Regions from separate parts of the Ovis aries genome. Here region 1 is linked to region 2. Evidence: chromatin contacts called from public Hi-C data. All regions are on one chromosome and are shown on one strand. The core of a region is the stretch at or near the end of the contact, and the rest is flanking DNA. Distances in the headings are between cores, read along the strand shown. Region 1 holds the start of MAP4K4 (mitogen-activated protein kinase kinase kinase kinase 4). Region 2 overlaps MAP4K4 (mitogen-activated protein kinase kinase kinase kinase 4).

The links. A called contact is a pair of places that touch in the nucleus more often than the background predicts.
Region 1: a Hi-C map of hypothalamus shows a contact between it and region 2, with 2.5 times the contacts expected there. The contact joins the promoter of MAP4K4 here to the enhancer-like site in region 2. A contact is called at or near these places in 5 of 16 Hi-C or Micro-C datasets (blood, hypothalamus and tail adipose tissue).

Annotation. Positions count from the first base shown.
Region 1 is chr3:99,986,741-99,992,023 of ARS-UI_Ramb_v3.0, reverse strand. It overlaps MAP4K4 (mitogen-activated protein kinase kinase kinase kinase 4), which reads left to right and starts at 3,503. Exons shown (of 31, transcript XM_060412402.1): 1 at 3,503-3,832; 2 at 4,174-4,239. The coding sequence starts at 3,776. LOC132659419 (a long non-coding RNA gene) reads right to left here. Exons shown (of 2, transcript XR_009599868.1): 1 at 4,152-5,283; 2 at 2,733-3,013.
Region 2 is chr3:99,940,712-99,946,017 of ARS-UI_Ramb_v3.0, reverse strand. All of the region lies in intron 2 of MAP4K4 (mitogen-activated protein kinase kinase kinase kinase 4), which reads left to right. Among named protein-coding and RNA genes, the nearest start is that of TRNAG-UCC, 27 kb to the left of the region's middle. Within about 2 kb of position 1,812, at least 16 of the 54 cell types and tissues checked have an H3K27ac peak or open chromatin away from gene starts, as enhancers often do. A contact at or near this core is called in hypothalamus, where this site is marked.

The DNA of each region.
Region 1 (5,283 bases), core at 2,254-4,753, 44 kb before region 2:
CCTGGGGAAGCCCTTCCCAAGTGTGAACCGGGTTCTAAAACACAAGCAAATCTTTTACCTCTCTGTCTGTGCTGCCTCTGGCCTTCCATTAGATGCCCCGTCTTCAGAGCGTCTGGCCCGACACCTCTTGTATCTCCTTTTTCCAGGCCTTATTACCCTGCCCTGTGCTCTTGAGATGTCCTCTTAACAGTCCTCACTGCCATCATTATCTAGCATACAGAAGAGGAAATGGCAGAGGCTCAGAAGTAACACGTGCCAGCTTGCATAACTGATAAATAATAGAACTAGGTTCAAACCCAGTTCAGTTTTGCCCCCAGTCCAGCATACTTGCTGCTAGACTTGTTTAGTGTTCTTTCTACATTGCTAGACTTTTTAACGTTCTGCCTTTAACTGGAGTGATTTATGAAACTGACCTACACCCGTTAGCAGATGGTAAGCTCTTGGAAGGTAGCTTGTCCTGATCGCCCTTATACCCTGGGCGGTGGCTAAGCCCTTGCCCTGGGGAGGGACTTAAGAAAAGGTACTGAATTGAAACTAAGAGACAGTCATCACAATGCTGATACAGAGAAGAGTAGCTTAGGAGATTTAGAAGCAGCTGGTAGAAAGAGGAGTCAGTTTCTGGATTGAACTGGAGGTGATGAAGAGAATTTGGCTAGGCAAAGAAGGGGGTGGTCTGGAGTCGGCCTCAGTGTCACGGAGTTACATTTGAGGCAGGCAGTGAACTTGTGGGCTTCCCTGGTGGCTCAGGCAGTAAAGAATCTGCCTGCAATTCAGGAGACACAGGTTCCATCCCTGCGTCGGGGAGATCCCCTGGAGAAGGAAATGGCTACTCACTCTAATATTCTGCCTGGAGAATCCCATGGACAGAGGGGCCTGGTGGGCTGCAGTCCATGGGGTCGCAAAGAGTCGGACATGACAAAGAGTCACATAACAGTGAACCCGCGGAAGGAGGCTGACTTGGGGGACCCTGGAGTGTCTGCATTGGGGTCAGCTGTGAACACCAGTGAGCACCGAGCAGGTCAATTAATATCTTTAGATGCTGGTTTCCTAATGCAGGGGTCCCCACCCTGTGGGATCTAATGCTGATGCTCTGAGGTGGAGCTGATGTAACAATAATAGAAATAAAGTGCACAAGAAATGTAACGCATTTGGATTATCCCCAAACCATCTCCCCCATCCCCCGTCCATAAAAAAATCGTCTTCCACGAAGTTGGTTCCTGGTTCCCGAAAGGTTTGGGGCCACTCTCCTAATGTGTAAAGTAAGAAAAATAAGAGTACCTACCCTTTTGGGTTAATGCGAAGAATAAGGAGGATAACATATGTAAAGGGTTTAGTACATTGTTTAGACCCAATACATGTTGAGTGAGTGAGTGAGTGAAGTCACTCAGTTGTGTCTGACTCTTTGCGGCCCTGTGGACTGTAGCCCACCAGGCTTCTCTGTCCATGGGATTCTCCAGGCAAGAATACTGGAGTGGGTTACCATTTTCTTCTCCAGGGGAATCTTCCCGACCCAGAGATCGAACCCACGTCTCTTGCATTGGAAGCAGACACTTTAACCTCTGAACCACCAGGGAAGCCCTCTTGTTAATAAGAAATACTACTAAAATATTATTACTAATACTACAATCTGAAAGTTCACACTGACACCAATCTAACTCTCTGAGTAAATTATTTACTTTATACCTATAGATAAGTCCACTGCGGTTGGTAGATTAAAAACCAAATTTATTTAAAAGCACCACTAAGAATTCCCTGGCAGTCCAGTGGTTAGGACCAGGTGCTTTCACTGACATGGCCTGGGTTCAGTCCTTGGTTGTGGAACTAAGATCCCACAGGTCATGGGTGCAGTGCCACACCCCTCGTCCTCACAAGAAAGGCACCATTAAATTCACAGAAACACTGTGCTTACTATGATTTTCCTGATCAATGGATTCCAGGAGTCCCTGAATATATTTTAGCCTTATGAGAGAGTCTCAGAGTTGAAAATCTTGGCGTTTTGGGAGACAGAGGAGTGGGAAACACTGTTCTGGTCCAAGACTAACTTGGCTCAGGCACTTGGTTTGGGAACAGGCTGGTGGGAGTCCGTGCTCCACTTATGGGCTATGCCTTTAAAGACTAGGAAAATCCCTTCGATTCAATCGTTTGGCCACTGGATGTGAAGAGCTGACTCTTGGAAAAGACCCTGATGCTGGGAAAGATTGAGGGCAGGAGGAGAAGGGGACAACAGAGGATGAGATGGTTGGATGGCGTCCCTACTCAATGGACATGAGTTTGAGCAAACTCTGGGAGACAATGAAGGATAGGGAAGCCTGGCACGATGCAGTCCATGGGGGTCACAAAGAGTCTCTCAGACTTGACTGAACAACAACTTCTCTTTCAGCTTCCTCAGCCCTAAAATGAGGTTAGCATCACCCTAGGGCCATAGGAGGGCTTCAGTAGACACTGTGTGTAAACTAAGTACTGGTAAATAATGATGCTGGCGAAGCCCGATCGCAAAGGCCTTGGAGTTTCATCCTGTGAGCCCCAGTTCTCAAACTTCCCGTCGCAGCAACTCAGCATCGCCTGTACAGAGAATGAGGCCTCTCAGGCCTACCCCACACTTGGTGGATCAAACTCTGGAGGTGGGGTAGGCGATCAGCGCCTTTGCAGTCCCTTTCGGTGATTCTTGGACCCTGCGGTGAGGGAATACGGAGCCATTAGGGTGTTTGGCCAGCGGAGTGACAGTGATGCAATGACTGTTTGCAGACCATTTATTCACGTTAAACAGGATGAAACTGTCTAACTGCTGACTGGCTTCCAAAGTTGCCGGAAGAAGCCTGTCCATCGCTCCTCAGCGATCTCTAGGCACAGAACTTGGGGCAAGACTCCTGGTCCTCGCCTCGTCCACAGTGAGGAACTCGGGGCAAGGCAGTGAACGGAGCGGTTCGGATTCAGTTTCCGCCTAAAGTCTCGGGACGCGTCGGCCGAGTGATGCTCGGCGAATCCCCAACTACAACGAGGTCACCGGTTCAGCCTGGAAAAGAAGAGAAAGGACCCGAGAAGCCGCTAGGGAAACCGGAAACGAGGGTCTTCAGGGGCAGACTCGGCGGTGGGGGACGCGAAGGGAAGAAGGGGGGCGCGGGGGCCGGGCGGACCCTCCAGCTCCGGGATCCCGGCGGGGCGGGGCGGGGCGCGGCGGGGCGGGGCTCCGCGGGGGCGGGGGTCGGCCCGCCCCTCCGCCCGAGGCAGGGAGGTGGGGGGTCCGGGCTGGCTTCCCTTTGTCCCGGGTGCGCCCCCCTCCGGCCCCGCGCGCGGTCGCCGCCCGGGCCCCACCCCGCGCCCCCCGCCCTGCCGCCTCCGGGCGCGAGCGCGCTTCCGCCCGCTTTTCCTGCCAGAGGAGGAAAGGGGGAGCTGTTCGCTCTCCTCCGAGTGCGATTTCGGTGTCCCGTGTCTCCTCCTCCCGCGCCGCCACCGCCCCCGCCCCCCGCTCATCTTTGTCTGGCGGCCTCGCGCTCTGGGCTCCACACTCGGCGGCGCCGCGGCCCCTGCTCCGGGCCGCTAGTGCAGGCGCGCGCGGGGCGCGGGGCCGGGGCCTGAGGCGCGGGCGACGCCCGGGGGCCTGCCGGCCGCCCCGGCCATGGAGTGAGCGCCGCCGCCGCCGCCGCCCACCCGCGCTCGCCCCGCCCGCCGCCCCCGGCCTCGCCCGCGGGCCCGCGCCGCCCGCCGGGCCTCCGACGCCCAGAAACACGCCGGAGACCTACTGATCGTGGCCGATCCGCGGAGGCAGAAAGGGAAGATGGCGAACGACTCCCCTGCCAAAAGTCTGGTGGACATCGACCTGTCCTCCCTGCGGGTGAGTGGCGGCCCAGGAGCACCCGGGCGCGGGGCGCGGGGCGCGCGGGGACCCGGGGCCGCGCCCTGGCCGCCCGGGCGCCGCCGCGGGAAGAACCGCGGGTACGGCGGCCCCTTTGTCTGCCCGCGTCGACGGGTGCGGGGGCCCCCGGGGCGCGACCCTTCGCCGGCGCCGCCGCCGCCCGGGACCCCCGGCCCCCGGATCGCGGCCCTTGGGCTCCCGCGACCCCACCGCACGAAGCCCACCGCCGGGGTCGCCGCCCTTTCTCTCCGGCTGTCCTGCTGCTTTATTCATTGTTGTGCTGCTTTCCGACGCTCACCCCTCCCCTCCTTCTCCTCCAGGATCCGGCGGGGATTTTCGAGCTGGTAGAAGTGGTGGGAAATGGCACCTACGGACAAGTCTATAAGGTCGGTGCGGGCGCCTCCTTTGTTTCCCGGGGACGGGTTGAAACTTCTGGTCCGGGGGCGCCGGGGGATGGACACGCCGCCGCCCGGAGGCCACGCCGCGCGGCTGAAGTTGGGAGAGGGGGCTTGCCTCGTCGTCCCGCTGTTTTTTAGCAGAGTTTATATTCACACTGGCCTGAAAAGACCTCATTTCCTGGCTCTCAGATAAGGAAATAACGCTCCACTCTCAGGCATGCACTTCCATAAAATGGAAAAGCGTTTTTTTTTTTTTTCCATCAGGCAGCCTACATGCCCCCCCCCCCCCCCCCCACCCCCGTTTTTCCCAGATCTGGCCTTCGGAGTTAGTGTGTTCATTAAAATTCAGAATAGGCAGGCCTCGCCTGTGATTATCCCAAAGCACTGCCTTGGCCTTGAGAATTGTCTTCGTGTTGCCTTGTTTGAATGTTCGCCGGGAGCCCAGGGAGCGGAGTTTGCTGATACCTGGTTCTGCTTTATCACCAGCATACGTTCTACCGATGGGCGCATATTTTGGGGAACAGGGGAGGGCTGTGTGTTTGGGTAGCAGGAGCAGGAAGAATTACAGGGTGAGGATTATACAGTCTGAATTCCAGGAATAACCTGTTTGACAGGTGTGTAATTGAAACAGAAATGAGACAGAGCTCAGGAGTGGCGAGGGTGCCCAGATTTCACACCAACCCCAGGTCTTTCTCTTTTTTTAACATGAGCCTCCCCCCCCCCCCCCCCCTCACCAACCCCCAGTCCCTTGAAACTAACAAATTCGGAGACTCTGAGTCGGCCCTGAGTAACAGACACCTGATGAGACTAAGCTTGTTGCTGGTTTTGTTCGGTGCACGTTGTGGAGATTACCCAGAGCTCTGGCTAATGGAGGCAGGGCCCTTGAATGTTTGAAACAGAATGTGAAATGCTCCGTGTTCTGATTTGTTTCTTGTTACTGAAGGTTCTCTTCAAGTTATCTGCACTGCACCGGGGGTGTTCCATAGCTGTTCCCTGTTTTCTAGTTGGATTGGGATAGGGAAAAAAAAAATC
Region 2 (5,306 bases), core at 563-3,062:
CCTGAAGGAAGGGCATGGCAGTCCACTCCAGTATTCTTGCCTGGAGAAGCCCATGAGCAGAGGGGCCTGGCGGGCTGCAGCCCGGTGGGGTCACAAAGAGTCGGGCACAGCTGAGCGGCTTTCTTACCCAGCTTTCCCAGAGTGGGGTTGGAGGTACTTGGGTGCAATTTGGGCAGTAAGAGGGTGAATTTGGGCAATAAGGGGGTGAACGGTGGAGGGGGTAAGGGTGGCTGGGATACTTATATGGAACTGATTCAACAGGTGCCTTCAAGCTGCTTTTTGTCACTGGCTGTTGAACCTTGAGCCCCTCAGAAGTGAGTATCACGCCCAGTTACACACTTTCCACACACACCAGACTCCACCTCTGTGTGGTCCTGGAGGAGCCAATGGAGGGCAGGTGTCAGCTGTCCTCACCAGGCTGGTGGCTTACCATCTCCTCCCAGGACAGGTGACCCAGGGTCTGGCAGGTCAGCCTGCGACTGTCCTCCCGGAAAACAGCACTTCCCAGGCTCTGTGGGGTTTGGTTCTCTCTGTGTTCTCTGTTATCTTTTCTTCTGAACCTCCCTCCCTTCCAGGGTGGTTGTTCAGTTGTGTCTGACTCTTTGTAACCCCATGGCCTGCAGCACGCCAGGCTTCCCTGTCCTTCACCATCTCCTGGAGTTTGCTCAAATTCATGTCCATTGAGTTGGTGATGCCATCCAGTCATCTTATACCTCAGGGTTGTAAAGTGGGTTCAAATTAATTTTCCCTTGGACTTTAAAGTTTTATGACATGCCGTCACCCCGAGGTACTGAGCCTGGTCTGTGAATGAAAGATAAGTTGGCTGTCAGTAGTAATAAAACAAACAGCCCCGGAATAACCACATGACCACACAGGTTTAAAGTTCTCAGGCTGTGTTCACAGTACACCAGCCAGGCTTTTATTGAACAGTTAGCTTCTGAGAGCTTCCTGTTCTTATCTGACAGGCTGACAGACTCATCTCATTTATCTCATTTGTCCAACTGTGTGCTGTTTCATTCTTGGCTCAGGGCAGAGTGCCACGCCCTACACCAGCCTGCATTTTTCTCAGGTCCCTTTCTTCTTCCTAGAACACCCTGCCCAGGTTCTGATTATCCGGGTTGACAAGCTCACGCCTTGTGCCAGAGGCACTGGCATTAGGAAGTTGCAGGGAGGAGGAGGAAGGAAAGAAAGCGATGCCCTGTGTCCCGAGCCAGGTGCTGCGCTGGTGCTGTCGCCAGCGGGGATTCGCTTGCATCTTGTGATCTGGATCCCCATGTAGCCTGAGAGAAGACAAGAGGCTTTCAGCAAGGTTAACAAGTTAGCTGTCTGTGGTCGTGGACTTGAAGGTTCAGAGTTGGAATGCAGGTTCATCCCCTAAACCGCACTGAGAGTTTTGTATGGTCTTCACTGCCCTGCATCCGACCGTGAAGCCATGTCAGTTCCAGAACTCTTCCTGTGGGTGGCAGGCTCCTGCTCCGGGTACATCAGCAGCTTCGCCCCTGGTGTTGCAGGACACTGCCAGCCCTGTGCCTGTTGCAGAGTAAATGGTGACGGTGACCCGCATTTACTGCATGTCTTGTGCCTGCCAGGAGTCACTTAGCTGCGGCAGTGGAGCTTCCTTGTACACACTATTGCATCCAGTCCCTCCAGTTAATGCCAGGAGCTGAGCACTCTTATTATTTCCATTTTTTATGTAGATGATGAAACTGAGGCTTTGAGATGCTTTTTCAGTTTGCCTGAGCTTCTGTAGAGCTGGTCAGTGGCAGAGCTCTGATTTCCTTGTTAAACTCACCCGCTTTCCCAAATCAGCCTCTGATGAAAACAGTCTCTTCAGCGCACACTCCCGCCAACACCCCCAGGCTCTTTCAAAGCCAGTCTTTGTTGGAAATAAGAGTTTTTGAAATGTGCCTTTGGCATTTTGCACAGAAGCATTCTCACTGTGCTGGTCACAGGAGGCCGTGGAAACACATTCCCCGAGGACTTGGTGAAGCAGGGTCCGTATCCATCTTCTTCATGGAGGTTCTGGATCCTGAGATGTCAAGTCACTGACATCCTGGGGTTTGTTATGCAGCAGGGGTGTGGGTTTTAACAAGTAGGTAGACCACTTTGAGCATTTTATTTTAGACTTCTATTTCATTTTTATTATTTTTTCTTGGCTGTGCTGTGTGGCATGTAGGATCTTAGTTATCTGACCAGGGATCAAACCCATGCCCCATGCAATGGAAGATGGATTCTTAACCGCTGGGCTACCAGGGAGTCCCCACTTTTAGCATTTCTATGTGTTATTCCTTCCAGACAGTTTTGTCTGCAAGGATCCACTTGAGGTTTGTTTAACCCAAACGTGTGACTGTAAGATACCCAGTGAAAACATTTCCAAGGTCCAGTCACTGTCTAGAAGGCAGTCCATTTATTTGCAGCAATACTCATAATAGAAATTGCCGACACACTAAGGGACTTGGGTGATTGCTATGGATTTAATCAGTTATGCATCTTTTTAAGACAGGTGCATAACTGATTAAATGTGGTTTAAAGAGTTGAGGGCCATTCGCACCAAGATGATTTAACTTTTTAAACCACAGAAGGCTGAGGCAACAGTGTCTTGTGGGGGTGGGGCTTTATCGTTGGTTCCTGTTTCTGGTGAAGTGAAGAGGAGGAGCAGTTGACCAGCCTGGTGTATGTGGCACTCTGAATTTTTTCCTGTTAATGGGAAAGGTTCAGTTAGAGGGTTCATTGCTTTTGTTTTCCCGGTGTTGGGTGAGCATCTGATGCTGTCTGCATCTTCTGTTTGAGTGGACGTGGGCTTGCTCTCAAGGGTGGAGAGAACCCGCAGGCATCCCTCGGCTTCGGGCACTGGCTGCATGTCATTTGTGCTCCATCGCTTCAGTCATGTCCCACTCTTTGCGAACCCATGGACTGTAGCCCGCCAGGTTGCTCTGTCCATGGAATTCTCCAGACAAGAATACTGGAGTGTCCGTTTCCTTCTCCAGGAGATCTGCCCCACCCAGGGATCGAACCCACGTCTCTTACATCTCCTGCACTGGCAGGCGGGTTCTTTACCTCTAGCGCCACCTGATTTTGTCCTGGTCACGGTATACTGGAGGCTCTCAGTTGGGAAAAGCATTGTTAGCATCCACCCACTAAGCAGAGTAGATTCAACAAAGCCATGGAATGTGTGGTGGCCTGTTGGCTGGTTCTAAAGGGAACAGCGTCCCCTCAGTCCTCACCAGCTGACTTTGGTTGATGACGATTTGTGTGGGAACGGAGGGGGTTGTGAACACGATTTGGTGGGGGGAGCGGTTACAGGACAGTGTTTATCATGGCCACAGAAACCTGGTGGCTTGCCTTGCTCCAGGAGTTTAAGGTGACTGTCCTTTGTCCAGTGAACCTGCTCAGATGAGACGTTCATGCCACTGAGTGGCCGCACCCTTAGGAATACGATGTTTGCTCAGAAACCCAGTGCAGCGTGGACCTTACTGGCTAGATTTGGGAATCACTCGTGAGTAAGCATTACTTTAGCCACCTGATGCAAAGAGCCAACTCAATGGAAGAGACCCCAATGCTGGGAAAGATTGAAGGCAAGAGGAGAGAGGGGTGGCAGAAGATGAGATGATTAGATAGCATCACTGACTCACTGGACATGAGTTTGAGCAACTCTGGGAGATGGTGGAGGCTAGGGGAGCCTGGCGAGCTGCAGTCTGGGGTTGCAAAGAATCGGACACAACTTAGTGGCTGAACAACAGCAAATAACACTAATCACTAATGAGTAAGTTTTGTCAGATGCTTTTTAAAAATTTAATTTGCTGTGTTGATGCCGTTTTTTTTAAGAGCAGAGTGAAAAATTCTCAATTCTAAGCTAGCATCCTTAAAGGTTCCCTTGTGGACCTCCTAGTAAAGGCCCTTTGTGTGTCATGCAGACTGAGTTCACATGACTGGTGCTGGGAATGAATAGCCCTCAGAGGCCCAGAGTGGGGAGGCCGGCCTGGCCAGTGCTCCTTTCACGCTTGTTGTTACTCCCAGCCCCCACCCGGCCACCGTCCTCACCCGGGAGCGCGGTTCAGGGAACAGAAACTCCAGAGCACGGACCCTTTGCGCCCATCCCTGTGTCTGCAAACTGCAGTTTTTTGCACATTGTTCTGCATGAATCCTTTCTCCCCTGGCTCCTCCTTATCTGCCTTTTTATGTCTCCTTGTTAAACAGAGGTGCCTGTTAGTGGGAAAGACGCTGCAGTGGTGCAGAGTCCTGTGGAGTGGTCTTCCTCTCGGAAGGGGCCAGCCCTTCGGGGCCTCGGTTTGGGCTCCAGGGGCTGCTGGACGGGGCGGCTTGCTGTCTGCCTGCTCTTTCCCTGGGCGACGTGCACGTCTGTCTGCAGTGACTGCCCCCTAGCTTTGTGCCTGTCTGGGCAGCTTTATTCACAGCGCGATGCTCACATTTTGTTGTTGTTCAGTCACTGAGTCGTGTCCTACTCTTTGTGACCCCATGGACTGCAGCACGCCAGGCTCCCCTGCCTTTCACTATTTCCTGGAGTTTGCTCAAACTCACGGTCCATCGAGTTGGTGCCGTCCAACCATCTCATGCTCTGTCGCCCCCTTCTCTTCTAGCCTCACATTACAGGTGACCTTTTTTCTCTTGGCCCTTCTGATCTGTTAATCTGAGTTGCAGTTTTGCAAAGTCTTTTGCTCCAGAACCAGAAATTTCAACCTAGGGCGTTTCCCCATCACCCTTCTGCTTTTCCTTTTCAGCAGTTTTAGTCTGCTTTCTTCTAACTAAGAAGTAAAGCGTTCATTTCTAATTCAGATCCTGTTATGGACCTGTTTGCAAATTTTTGAGGGGGATTCTTTAAAATTATCATGAGAACAATTAAATGTATCATGAAAGAACTTAAAACTTAATTGTGTATGTTAAATCAGCCGGTTAACCTCTGAGCCTTGTCATTAACCTCCAAGAAGGATCTGAGTGTAGCACACTCTTACTGAGGCCTCTTCTTTAGTAGGAAAGAGGGATTAAAATTCGTTGTTCAGTGCGACCCCACAGACTGCAGCACGCCAGGCTTCCCTGTCCTTCACTGTCTCCCAGAATTTGCTTAAACTCATATCCGTTGAGCCGGGATGCCATCCAACTATCTCATCCTCTGCTGCCCCCTTCTCCTCCTGCCCTTAATCTTTCCCAGCATCAGGGTCTTTTCCAGGGAGTCAGCTCTTTGCATCAGGTGGCCAAAGTTCTGGAGCTTTAGCTTCACCATCAGTCCTTCCAGTGAATCTTCAGGATTGATTTCCTTTAGGATTGACTGGTTTGATCTCTTTGCAGTC